4 separate regions of the Zea mays genome follow, and all the other regions are linked to region 1. Evidence: chromatin contacts called from public Hi-C data. All regions are on one chromosome and are shown on one strand. Each heading gives the region's core, a stretch centred on a gene start, on an enhancer-like site or on the middle of the called end of the contact. The rest is flanking DNA. Distances are from core to core; before and after follow the strand shown. Region 1 holds the start of LOC100282561. Region 2 holds the start of LOC100272282. Region 3 holds the start of LOC100286188. Region 4 has its middle 45 kb from the start of LOC100272282.

Region 1 (3,084 bases), core at 476-2,975:
ATTTGTTTGTATAATTAATAACGAAAAGTACATAGCCTATAGAGTATCTCTATGGCATAAGAACCTGCAAACCATGAGACATTAGAATTATATGTTTGCACAATTTATTTTTAACTATATAGATCAAAGGAATTCTGACTTACAAATTTGCAAATTGTGATGTAATAATTCATTTGAGGCCAATTATTTAATGTTTCTGCCAACTCTATCACACTAGGATCCTTATATGACTTCGCTTCTTCGTCAAAACCACACATTTCCTAGAGAAAACATAATAATATAATAAATAAATATAGGAAATATAAGTAAAATGTGTTAAAGAGGTGTTTCTTGAAAGTCAATTCTATCAATCTAAAACTGAAAATAGTATTGTATGTTATATAAATCCACAGTTTAGGCAAAAGGTTAAATAGCAAGACATCCAATTGATGAAATCACTCACACAATAGAAGGAAAGGAAGTAATTTAATGTACCTATTCTTTTCCTAGTTGACTTGCTAAAACAGCACCAATAACTTTTGATGGAACCTGAAAGTAAGATCAATCCTTGTCAGTCTAGCACCTTCATGAATAGTACAATATACTAAAAAACATGGAATAACTTAGCATATTCAAAATCACTTTTTTAGAATGGCTTGGTCAACATTGATTGTACTATAACTTTTTGAAGTTTATCCACAACCTATGCAAATGCACAATCTGCAAAGTTATTCCATGAGAACATCACACAAAAAATAGAATTTTTCCATACAACAAGTACTAAGATAAGACAAAATATATTTAGCGAAGCCAAAACTATTAGGCTCCAACATATCCAAAATGGTTAGATAAAGTTGATAGGCATTGATCCAAAATATTATGTACTTGGCATAGTCATTCCTAGCTTTTAATACATGATCAAATCTATCAAGTTGACTTGAAGTATCATGATCAAGTTTTATTATGTTATCTAGGTTAATCATTTGTAGAGGTGTCACTTTCAAGCAATATGATAACATAACACCTATAACATCACAGTTAGATGTAATTGGCTCTTGGAACCAATGAACCATAGACTTTCTTAAAACTTTTACCACGTTTTGACTCGTGTGACTCGTAGGACAGGACACAAAAGCTGAATGGGAGCATAGGTTTTAGAATATAGAGGTTTGTCAACTGCATTCACTTTATAAATAAACTCACGTGTGTAACGCCCGGTGGCTACCACGGTTCAGTGGCAGAACACAGCTGATGGCAGAACATGTCAGATGTAGATTGCTATTGCAGCCTTAATAAGTAGTATAGATAATAGATAATATTTTATGGGTCTACTTAAGTATTTTTAAGAACTTGTTTGAAACGACTTTTTTAGCACTAATAACTGCTGACTGTTTAAAAGGTTCTTCTTCTCTCTCTTGAAATAATCTCTTTGTCCCAGAAAAAATGCAAATCTCACTAATCCAGAAGTCAGACTTTTTAGTTTTAAACAATATATATACAAATAAACTGATAAAATTAATAATATGTAAGAAACATGGTTACACACATTACAGAATGTATTTTTAAAATAAATAAGTACAGCTAGTCAGCTTAAAATATTCCAGCCCAGCACACACGCGCAGCCCAAGGCCTTGACTCCCGTTGGCCCAACACTGACGCGACATCTTCTAAAACCCGAGCGTGGCCCAGTCCAGCTCGAGCAGAAGCAGAGGCCTTATTGCACGGAGCACGCGCCGGACCGGACCGGACCGGGACCAGGCACACCACGCACGCAGAACCCTAGAGGCATTCCCAAGTTCGAGCAATCGAGCTCGAGCCCCAGAGGAACGAGTCCTGCCGGACGCCGCCACACCATCTGAAACTGACGGCGGCGGGCGGCCGCTGCTTCCTCTCCCTTCTCCGTCCAGATCCGGCGACTGGCGTCCCTCCTCCGCCATCTTCCCTACCCTCGACGTGGCGATGAGCTGTGAGCCGTGAGCTGTTCCAACATTCCGGGTATACCTTGAAGTTTCGTGTTATTTTCATGCGTTATTTTCTCTAGAAACCCGAGTTTCTAATTGCTCAACCCGAAATTTGGGTGAACCCGAGTGTACTCCCCTAGCCACACATGGCCAGTCACTCGAGCGTGGTTGAGCCACCGTTCACGTGTGCCGCGCAGAACTAGCAGGAGGGGGAAATTTTGAAAAGCTTTTTCCCAACATTAACAGGTGGAACATATGCTAAAGGTAGATCTAGCCATTCCAATCAAAATACTCTTGTGTGGATCTAGATTTATTGTGTTATCTGAACAGTTCCCTACTAGATCCCAGATTCACTGGTGGAGTTGCTTTGTGTTGAATCCTAGATCCAGATTCATTTTTTAGCGGTGGAGCTGTCCCAAAGAGGCCTGAAATGTAGACCAAGCCATTTCTGAAACCAAATACCTATATCAAAAATAAAGCTCAACATAGTTCAGCATAGTACAACGAAAACCAAAAAAGCATTTCTACCATCTACAGAAAGAATGATAATCGTCCTTGATGGAAGCAAGGTAACCATTTTTTTAGCGATCAGTTTGCACTATGCATTTTGCATTGTATATAAGAGTAATAGACAATTGACTACTACAACTGCATCCATATAAAAGAGATCCAAAGATGACAAAATAATAGTGAAATCAGTACCGGTTTAGAAGTTGACGTTTTGGTGGGTCAGAAAATACGATTTGTCCCAATAGAGCTCTGTTAATTTCTCCACTTTCCAGCAAAATATCATTCCCAAAGGCTTTTACAATCTTCTTCCAACCTCAACATTCTGTTTCCTAGATTTTCTCCTCAACATTCTGTTTCCTAGATTTTCTCCTCAACATTCATTTTTTTATTGTGTTGATTTACTCAACAACATTCATAATCTTTTTGTTGTTTTAAATGTATAATTCTTTGAGACAAACGTTCTTGTGATTTTTAATAGTTTTGTTCTTATTTCTAGACAATTTCATGAAGTATTGTCCAGAACCAGAGTCTAGGGATTCATTGAATCTATTAACAGGAAACCATTTCTATTGTTTGGGTTGAAACTGCTGATGCTTGCAATTGGTTTGGTTTTGAAATCTAGACTGGTGGGTTG
Region 2 (3,051 bases), core at 323-2,822, 250 kb before region 1:
CTTCAATCCCTTATCTTTTTCCCATGGTGATGGATAAGGTTACAAAGAACATACAAAGAGATATCTCTTGATGTATGCTTTTTACGAATAATATAGTGCTAGTTCATGCAGATGAGCAAGCTAACTCACTGACAAATACAAGCAAGCTAACTCACTGACAAATACAGAAGATGTAGAAACTTTCAGGGGCTTGATACAGCAGCATTTGCTACTTGATTTCAAACAAATGTTGATGTTAACTATTAGGTAACCTAGCAATATGAGCACAAAACACAAAGAAACACACATTCAAGTGGTTAATGGGGAGAATTAACCAGGAGAGAAGGCATATCATAACAAGCACCAGAAATCATCAGATCAGCTATATATTCACTGATGGTAGGCTCTGTTCTCCATTTTTATCATTCAGAATCTTGTTATTGAACTACCATAACTCATTCAATGGGTGGAGCAACAGGTTTGATCTCCACTTCCCCAGGAATAAGCCCAAACAACACACCATCATACAACTTAACAGACTCCTTTAAATACAACTGCTTGAGCTTCATGAAGCACTGCAGGGTCAGCAGCGAATCAGATCCAGCCTGGTGGCTGATCCCAACACGCTCAATCTTGAGCAGCTCCCCAAGCTTGCTCAGCCCGCCATATAGGCCACCGCCACAGAACTTCATGAGATGCTTGATGTCGTACATCACCGGAAAGAAGGTCTTGGTGAGTTTCAGGAACTCATCCAAGGTGTTGGGCATTTCCCGTCCGGTGAGCAGCTTGAGGAGGTAGCCGAAGTCGTGGCCACTGTGGAAGGTCACCCACTGGACATCGTCGTTCAGCACGACTCCGGACGACATCATCAGCTCGGCGAAGCGGGTGGAATCGACCCCCTCAGCCGCAAAGAGGTCGAAGTCGATGCCGCTGCGGCGGAGCAGATCGATGGAGTCGCTGCTAGAAGGGTCGGTGTGCGGGTCGAAGCCCCGGAAGTTAAACTGCCAGATGCAGCGCCTCCCACCCGTGCCGCACGGCGGGAGCGCGCCTGCCCCGTTGGAGAGGGTGAGGCCAAGCTGGATGAGCTTGAGCACGTTGACGTTGCCCTCGAGGGCGGCGTAGTTGCGGTCGCAGGTGAACCGGTACTCGGCGCTCGGCGTCACCACGAAGCCGGGAAACTCCGTGTCCATGGCCACGTACGGGTACACGTCGACGACGGCGCGGATCACTGCGAACTCCTCCTCCAGGTTGCTCGCCCAAACTTCACGGATCTCCACGGCGTCGGGGTCCTCTGCGGCGGGCGGAAGGGCAGCCATCGGAGCAGCCGGTGCATCCAAGAAACCGGAGACGCTTCGAGCGGAGGAGCGGCGGGCCGGCAGGGCAGTTCCTGCAGCAGCTAGGGCTTCCGATGTCGGTGGGCGGGGGCGGTCGGCTAGAGTCAGTGGAGGCAACAAGAGGAGGAGGAGGGTGAGGGGGAGGAGGCGGGCGCGGACGCGGGGGAGAGCGTTGGGCCCCAGTGTCAGCGACGGCGAGAGCCCATGGGAGCTGAGGGGCGGGTGCGAGGGGCGAGACCGCGAGGCGAGAAAACGGGGGCGGATCTGGTGGGTCGGAATCCTGGAGAAGAAGGCGAGGGGAAAGCGGAGGCGGCGTGCTGGGCTACGGCTCTCAACGAGCCGAGCTCGAGCCACCCTCTGTCCAGGCTCGAGCCGAACACGAACCCGAGCCAAGCTCTAAGGTGTCCACATCTGCCATTTGGGTTCGATGTCGGCTCGGTCAGGTCATAATTCCATCGTTCCACTCCCATTTAGCGTTGCTTATGTCCCCTCCTATAATATACTATTAATAATCAAAATAAACCACTAGTTACCAAACAAACTATAAGAATGACAAAAATTATAAACCATCTGGACACCAAAATGAGCGGACGGTCCGGCCCTTGGGCCCGGACGATCCGCGTGTCCCGAGATTAGATTAACTCGGATGTTTATCCTTATCTCGTACATGGTTATCTATCTAATCACGTGGGAGTTTGTTGGCTATCTCTTAGAAAAGGGTCCAGACCTCCTCCCCTATAAATATAAAGGGTTACGACCGATTGAGAACCCCCGAACACATTCCAATCGAACCAATTACTTTATTTACTTTTCCTGCCCTAAGAGTAGATGTAGCATAGTTCTAGTTGTAGTCTTCCACATATCCACCTCCACCCCTATTTGACTCTACGTCGTCTAGATCCGTCTTGGGTGGTCTGCCGATCCCAAGATGACCCTAGGATCTCACCCCTCCCGGGGGGCAAGATCTAGTTGTCCATCTAAGACCTCCTCCTCGAACTGATCTCTTAATTACTAGACGACTCCACGTCGTTTGGGGATGCCCTGGGTGACCTATCGACCTAGAGCACCTTAAGATCTTTTCCCCCTAGGGGACGAGATCTAGATTCCAGCAAGGAGGAGGAAGACGACCCTGTCGCCAGGTCGTGGACCATCCGACCCTAGGGCGCGGACCGTCCGGCCGTCAGGCAGGGAACCCTAGCCTCGCGCCAGGTCGCGGACTATCCGGCCCTGTGCCGTGGACCGTCCGCGCCTGACCAGAGAGCACCGCCACTGGTTCTTGTTGAGTGATTGGCCCCAAAAAGGTGCCAACACCATCCTAACTTTTTATTATTTTCTTGACGGGGCAAAAGTCTCACTTGATATATTAGGCTCTAGAAGCATAGAGGAACAACCCTAGAAGGCATAGAGATTACAAGCATGAGAGTACGTGGGAGAGGCATCCATGCCGGGCAGCCTGGATGGATTCAGAATGTTTCAATCTACAAGCTCACAAGTGGACATCTGCAATACACGCTGGATTACAACAACCAGAGGAGGATTCTTGTCTGAAGACGTAGTTGTTGCGTCGCTTCCACAAGTGCCAGCAGCAAAGCACATTGAAGGTGGGGAAGGCAGCTTGGAGAAGGCCAGGGGGTCGTGGAAATTGGTGCATGCTGGAGTAGCTAAATCCCTCGCCAACATGGATTCCCAGGGTGTTCTAAAAATCTCGTGCAAAGGAGAAGTGAAGAAGAATATGTGA
Region 3 (3,357 bases), core at 142-2,641, 140 kb after region 1:
ATTTTGCCAAATATTCTGAATGTCGTTGCAACGCACGGGCACGTACCTATGTGAATAAGAATTTTGATACCGAATTGTTGAATGTCATGGAGCTGCCCCTCACACGTCGCGTGCGCCCTCGGGAATTTGGATACCGAATTGTTGAATGTCATGGAGTGCCCCTCACACGTCGCGTGCGCCCTCGGCGGTCCCGGCTTCTCGGCTCGCGCTGAGCACGCCGTGCCACGCTCCCTGCCCGCTGGCCGCTGCCACCAAGCGGCACCGCGGAGAAAGCCGGCAATTGTGTCCGTCTCCGTAAAACTTCAGTTTCCTTCCACGCTGCGTTAACCACAACTGAACAGAACGACATGGAGGATTGCCTACGAACTCGGTCAAGCAGGGAATTCAGCACATGACAAACAAATGATGCAGCAAACTGAAACATTCGCTCAAAGTTCGATACAATACAGACGGGCAAGAAACAAGCACACTTTTCGCCATTTGCAGATCGCGACAGCAACAACGAACCAACTTAATCCCCAGCTAGTGCTGAATGTACACGCGGAACCGACGGTCACAGGCATCTCTTGCGTGCGCTCGCCTGCTCGGCACGGCAGCACCCGCGCTGCCACCCACCACCACAAGGCTACTTGCCAAAGATGGACTTGACCCACCACATCCCGCCGTCCCTGGGGCTCTGCTCGCTCTCCGGCGGCGGGTCAGGGTGCGCCGTCTTGCGGAGCTTCGACACGTCGTACCCTTCCTCCTTGGCACGCTCCACCAGTTCCTTGTACACGGACTCGTCCATGTGAGGCTGCCTGCAAAGGATCTGCACACACAAACACAGGGGGATTGGTAGGCAGACAGGCACGATTCGGCGAGGGATAGACGGACGGAGGCCAGAGAGGAATTCGCACGCACCCAGAGGTAGTTCCTGGAGGGCTGCCCGACGAGCGCGTACTGGTAGTCGGCGTCGATGTGGAGCACCCAGTAGTCGCCGGTGACGGGGATGAGGGGGAGGAAGGGCGGCACGTAGAAGCGAACCTTGAGCTTGGCCTCGTCGCTGGCAGGGTCGGCGCGCCAGGCCGTGCCCTCGATGTGGCCGCGGCGCCCGTCGGCCCACGTCTCGTTCACCACCTTCACAGTGCCGTCCGGGTTCAGCGTGTAGGTGGCGCGCGTGTTGGTGCCCGTCTTGGGCTGGAACCGGGACGGGAAGCACGCGATCTCGTACCACCGCCCCGCGTACCGCTCCAGGTCGAGGTTGCGCACCACCTGCATGGCCATCGTGCGTCCCTTGCGCTGCCGGCGGCGCGCGGCGGTGGCGTGGGTTTTAGCGGGCGGGAAGAGGAAGGAGGTGGGTGGGGTGGGATGCCGGATGCCCGGATGCGAATGCGCAGGCTATAGTGACAGATTGCGGTAGACGTGGAGGATTGTGGGCGATACGTTCTCGGAGCTGTTGTTCGGTGCGCGTCGGCGTCGCGGCTGTGGTTTTCAATTTCGGACTATGTGGGCCGGGTTTTCATTTTGCAAGTGTCGTGGCCCGTGGCCCAGTGGGCTGCGATGCGAACCGTCGTGCTGTAGGAGGAAAGTTGTAGGTGAATGGAGAAGGGCCGGATGAAGGGATCTCCAATCACTTATCGAGAGGTGCCTCGAGTCTTTTTTTTTTATCGGTGACTTTCGTAACACAAAACCTTTAGTTTTATCACGTTCCTCGTTTTTACTCTTAGTCATATTTTTTTTGCTCAGTTTTACTCTTCTGATCTATAATAAGAAAAAACATAACTAATTATAAAAATGAGGACACCAACAAAACTAAGAACACCACCTTAAAAATCGAATAATAAAAGTGTCACATTAGCTTTTATGATAATAGGTTTTATCCAAATAAAATTTTTTATATCTTTTAAATTAACCTGATAAATCATCAAATAGCTAATGCATCATAAAGGACAGAACTCAGTAAAACTGGCCTTATTTACCGCCAGAACACTTTGTCCTCTTTATCTGTTATCAATACAATCATAGTAGAGCATGGAAACTAACCCTATCTATAAACCACATGCTATTCAAAAAATTGGACAATTCGAAACAGATACATTTATATATATGCAAAGATCTGTGTATCTACATTGTATCTCTTATGTGATCTACGACCATGATGCAAAAGTAGATGTTATAACTAGGGTATCGTTGGAGTCAGGCTAGCGGGGCTATGGCGGATCGGTGCAGTGGCGACGTGACGCGGTGCAGGCCGACCTACATCGGCTAGGAAGACCTCTGCAAAAATAATAAACACAAGCCTGTCAACAAAAAATTTCCATAGCACCTCCCCGCGCGGGAAGGTTTCCAAAACTTGCAAAGAAAACTAACAGCACGATGGCTGACATCCACACATTTATTAACGACGTAATGACCGACAATCACAAAAAATGTACATATACTATGGCAATACATTTCTAACAAACTACGTATCCCACACCTAATACTAAAAATATGCAATATAACGTATTGTGATTCATCCACTAGATTACTCATCATATAGCATGTGCTTTAAAAAGTTCAAAACAAAAAATTACAATTAAACAGGCAGTGGGGGAACCTCTAATGGTGGCGATCGTGGTGACGATGATGGCTCGGAGTGGCAGTGGCAGTGGCAGTGGCGGAGAGGCGAGGGTGGTCTCGGTGGGCGACGCCGCGATGGCGGTTCGGCACATGGGCGCAGCGGCTCGAGGTGGCCATGGCCAGGGCCGAGGACGGTGGTTCAGCACACGGAGGCCAGGACGTCGGCAACGAGGGTCGGAGCTAGGCGGGCGACGGCGAGGTGGCGCAACGGCACCGGTGGCGTGTGGAGGCGGCGCGCTAGGCGAACGATGGCGAGGCACGTGTAGGCGGCGCACGGCTAGGCGCGCGGCGAGGTGGCGCAACGGCGACAGCGAGGTAAGGCGGCGCGTTAAAGTGAGTGATTGAGTGGGTGCTCAGTTCGGTTAATGTAAAGTTCTTTGTCGGGTGCCCGCAATCTGACACTCGGCTAATATTTATTTTAAATTAAAAATATACTTTACCGAGTGTCCTGGATCTGACACTCAGCATAGAATACTTTACGGAGTATCCTGGATCGAGTGTGACACGTAGAAACATATCCGGTCTACATTGAAGTTTTATGATTTCATCTGAAGGACATCTAGGTTTCTATACATAGTACGTGACAACTTTCATGAAACATGGTCAAAATTTTATTACAGCCTCTTCATATGATATTATTACATGTCGACAAGTTTCGTGATTTTCTAACTTTGTTTGTGTTTTATAGAAATTTAAAACAAATATATCACAAGTTCTTGTTCATGTTTCGTGAGCATGGTGTTCGAAAATTCCGGT
Region 4 (3,471 bases), core at 401-2,900, 200 kb before region 1:
GATGGATCCCTTGGCGTGGTCAAATCTCAATCTCAAATGGTCGCTGAAAAATGCAAGATTTTTTCTACATTCAATCAAGTCGGTGTTGATTGCCAGATCTAGCTACTGTAGTGGCCTATCGGCACATATCCTTATTTTCTTTATCTTTTAACCATCACATCCCACAAAAAGGAATGTGAGCAAATCTTTACACAATATTGCACAAATCTCCAAAGTCAAACTACAATTTCTTGGCATAAAGGAAAAGTGATCCACCATGGATAATGTCAAGTTTCAAAAAAACATTGTATTATTATAAGCTTGCATATAAACATTCTATCACACTTTCAGGTGGGTTGCAGAAAAATGTAACACCTTAAATCTGGGGTATAAAATTTCTTTCCTAATATCCACCAAATTCAGGTGTTACTCTTTTATTTTTTTGCTTTCCTTCTCTTTTTCCTAAATGATGGAGAATTATTTTGTTTTATATCCATGTAAGCCTAGTAAAATAAAACCCTAGAGGTGCTTTGATTGTTGCATCATGCCGGAACATTTTTTATTTTGTTTAACGGGTGATCTTGTGGAGCATGCATTTAATAAGGAATTTGATTTGAATTGGTAGTGAGAATAGAAAAGAGAAGATAAAGAAAATAGGAGAGAAAAGAAGAAGGGCCCATTCCTCCCTTCCCCTCCCGTCTGGCCCAGCTCGCCTCCCACGCCCATGGCCCAGCTCGCTCACCCTGACCCACGCGCCTCTCCCCCCTCTTGGCCTCGGGGCCCATCCGGCTAGCCCTCACCTTGGGCTCGCTTCGGCGTGCGGCCCACGAGTGTTTCGCACTAGAGATGGCAATGGGTACCCGCGACCCGATACCCGATGGGTATTTACTCCATTAGGGCATGTATGTGGGCTAAATATTCTACCCGTGGGTCTGTTATTGGGCAAAAATCTTCACCCAATGGGTAAACGGGTATTAGAACGTTCCGCCTTTACCCATACCCGTTATCCCGTGGGTATAAAATACCCAATATAAACTTAGCCCAAGCATGAACTTTGACTTTAGTCATCCATCTTTTTTACTATTTAACAACCTTTTAGGCCATAATATCATAGAAGGCTTACAACAATAACAACAACAAAGCTTTTTTGTCCCAAGCATGACCATGTAATGGAACATGTAATGTGCTATGTAGTACTATCCTAGTGTTACTACTTTATCCAATTATCTTTGGTGTTGAATGGATGGTTAAATGATGCTAGAAATTTTGTAATGGTATTTAGATGCATATACTTGACATTTGTATCATATAATATTTTGATAGATGTTTAGCTTTTGTGGGTACGGGTGACCCGATGGGTGACCCATACCCACATGGGTATGGGTATGGGGGTAAATCCATACCCGCTAGTGTATATGGGTGACCCGATGGGGTTATTTTTATGTCGTGGGTATGGGTATGGGGTAGTAATACCCGGTGGGTATTTACCCATTGCCATCTCTACGCACCACCTCTCTTCACTCCTGGGTCGCCAGCCGCCTTAGCCCATCTCAACCTAATCCCCCAGCCAGCGCGCCCCCGCGGCCCAGCTTTCGGTCGGCCCACCTAGCTCCCACGCTCCCCCGTGGCCCAGCACTCCCGCGCCAGCCACGCGCGTGGCCCACCTGCGGCCCAGTGTGCAGGCGCCCTGCCCAGGCCACCAGGCCCATTCGGCCCATCCCCACCTGACTGCAGTCGCCCTATACATCACGTACAAGCAGAAACTGCCAAGCCGCACATATCGCCTCGCATGCGTGCGTGCGTGTGACGCCCATCCTGCGCACGGCCGTTCCTAGACGCCGACGAAGAAGAAACCGTCCAGTGCCAGGGACCGCCATCGCGCCGTCCGCCGGTGCCGCGCCGCCCATCTCCTCCGTCCGCCGTTGCCGCAGCATCGCCATCCGAGCACAACGAGGTGACCCCCTCTCCCTTCCTCTCCCTTCTCTCTCCACTCGCACCTACAACCTGCCCCTTGCGCAGCGTGCCCCTGCGCGCGGCCAGCCTTGCCGGCCAGGCACAGTAGCCAGCCGGCCGACAGCGTGAGGCCGAGCCTGCCAGGCCGTCCGAGCCGGCCCCCTATTCTCTCCCTCCCACGCGCAGCCGAGGCCCCCTCTGTGTGTTGTTCTGAGGAAGAAGAAAGTTTGTTTTGCGAAAACGCCCTCGACGATATAGGTAATAAACATCCAGGTTGATGAGTTTCGCAGAAATAATTTGCTACACCCTGAAGTCTGCATTTAATTATGCACAAGTCCGTGTAATGATCTTGTGCACATGTTAAAATTATTATGTTGCCACCACACATGTTTTAGTTGAATAATTAATTATTGGTTTGTTCGAGGGTTATTAAAAATAACAATTTAATTAGAATGAGTCTATAGTTTTAACTCGTGCTTTTAAAAATATAAATGCTAATTAACTTGATTAATACCAGCTTAAATACTTTTAATTAATTATTTGTTGGTTGTTGTTCGTGCATGGCATCATTTGCACGTCATCGTGCAGTTCACGCGTAGTCACGTTGACTCACATGCTGTCGTGCGCGTTGTTTCCCATGTCGTCCGCGCGTTGTTTCGCACAGTGTCGCGTGTCATCACGTGTAGTCGCGTTGACTCGCGCGTTGTTCACGCGCGTCGTTCGCACGTGTGGATCTCGTCGTCGTCATGTTGTTCGTGCGTCTGGTTCGTGTGTTATTCGTGTGTTGTCTCGTGACGTTCGCGTGTATCGTTTGCGTGCGTCACGTGTGTCATTTACATGTGTCGCTCGCATTATTGCTCGTAGTTAGCGCGTATCTCGCGTGTCGATCACGTGTATCGCGCAGCGTTTGCGCGTGATAATAAATTGTTTTCGCTTATAAACACATATTAATAATGTTAATTCGTCAGGTCGCATATTTTAGATAATTAACTTAAGGTTGGCTCGACTAATATTTATTAGACTAATATTCTAATTAGATTAAATGTATAGTGCTCAACTTGCGCTTTATAATAAACATTAACATGACTAATATTAACTTAACTACTTTTGATTTGTTTAATATTTGTTTAGTATAAATGCGTCACTTATTTAGTTTTTCTCGTCTGTCGCGCGTGCTGTTCCACACGTGGTAGCGTGCTGTTCGCGCGTCATTCGTGCCGATCGTGCACACTGTTTCGTGTGTTGTCATTTTGCTATGTTGTGCGTGTCCACCCGTCATTCCACACGCTGTCGTGTTGTTTCGCGTATCGTAAATCCGCCTCGCTTAGAATCTCTCGTGTTAATTAAATTACTGGTTTAACTGATAGCTGCTAGTGTAACATGTTAATCAAAAATAAATGGTAGATATTATTTATATTTGATAATATCGAATTAAATGTTATAGTTAATCTTTATTTAGTGTAAATGTGATATCTTCTCGACCGTAGCTTCGAGTTCGATGTTTCTTTTCCTCGTGTAACCGTAGAAGCGATCTCTATT

What was found. A called contact is a pair of places that touch in the nucleus more often than the background predicts.
Region 2: a contact with region 1 is called in a Hi-C map of ear, with 2.4 times the contacts expected there. The contact joins the promoter of LOC100272282 here to the promoter of LOC100282561 in region 1. A contact is called at or near these places in 3 of 25 Hi-C or Micro-C datasets (ear, endosperm and tassel).
Region 3: a Hi-C map of leaf shows a contact between it and region 1, with 4 times the contacts expected there. The contact joins the promoter of LOC100286188 here to the promoter of LOC100282561 in region 1. A contact is called at or near these places in 4 of 25 Hi-C or Micro-C datasets (bundle sheath, ear and leaf).
Region 4: a Hi-C map of tassel shows a contact between it and region 1, with 5 times the contacts expected there. The contact joins the enhancer-like site here to the promoter of LOC100282561 in region 1. A contact is called at or near these places in 2 of 25 Hi-C or Micro-C datasets (leaf and tassel).

Annotation. Positions count from the first base shown.
Region 1 is chr1:216,744,615-216,747,698 of Zm-B73-REFERENCE-NAM-5.0, forward strand. LOC100282561 reads left to right here and starts at 1,726. Exons shown (of 4, transcript NM_001155469.1): 1 at 1,726-1,974.
Region 2 is chr1:216,499,548-216,502,598 of Zm-B73-REFERENCE-NAM-5.0, forward strand. LOC100272282 reads right to left here and starts at 1,573. Exons shown (of 1, transcript NM_001146769.1): 1 at 295-1,573. The coding sequence starts at 1,295. The coding sequence ends at 435.
Region 3 is chr1:216,882,192-216,885,548 of Zm-B73-REFERENCE-NAM-5.0, forward strand. LOC100286188 reads right to left here and starts at 1,392. Exons shown (of 2, transcript NM_001159076.1): 1 at 901-1,392; 2 at 393-808. The coding sequence starts at 1,263. The coding sequence ends at 626.
Region 4 is chr1:216,544,816-216,548,286 of Zm-B73-REFERENCE-NAM-5.0, forward strand. No RefSeq gene overlaps it. Among protein-coding and RNA genes, the nearest start is that of LOC100272282, 45 kb to the left of the region's middle. Within about 2 kb of position 1,651, at least 20 of the 20 cell types and tissues checked have an H3K27ac peak or open chromatin away from gene starts, as enhancers often do. A contact at or near this core is called in leaf and tassel, where this site is marked.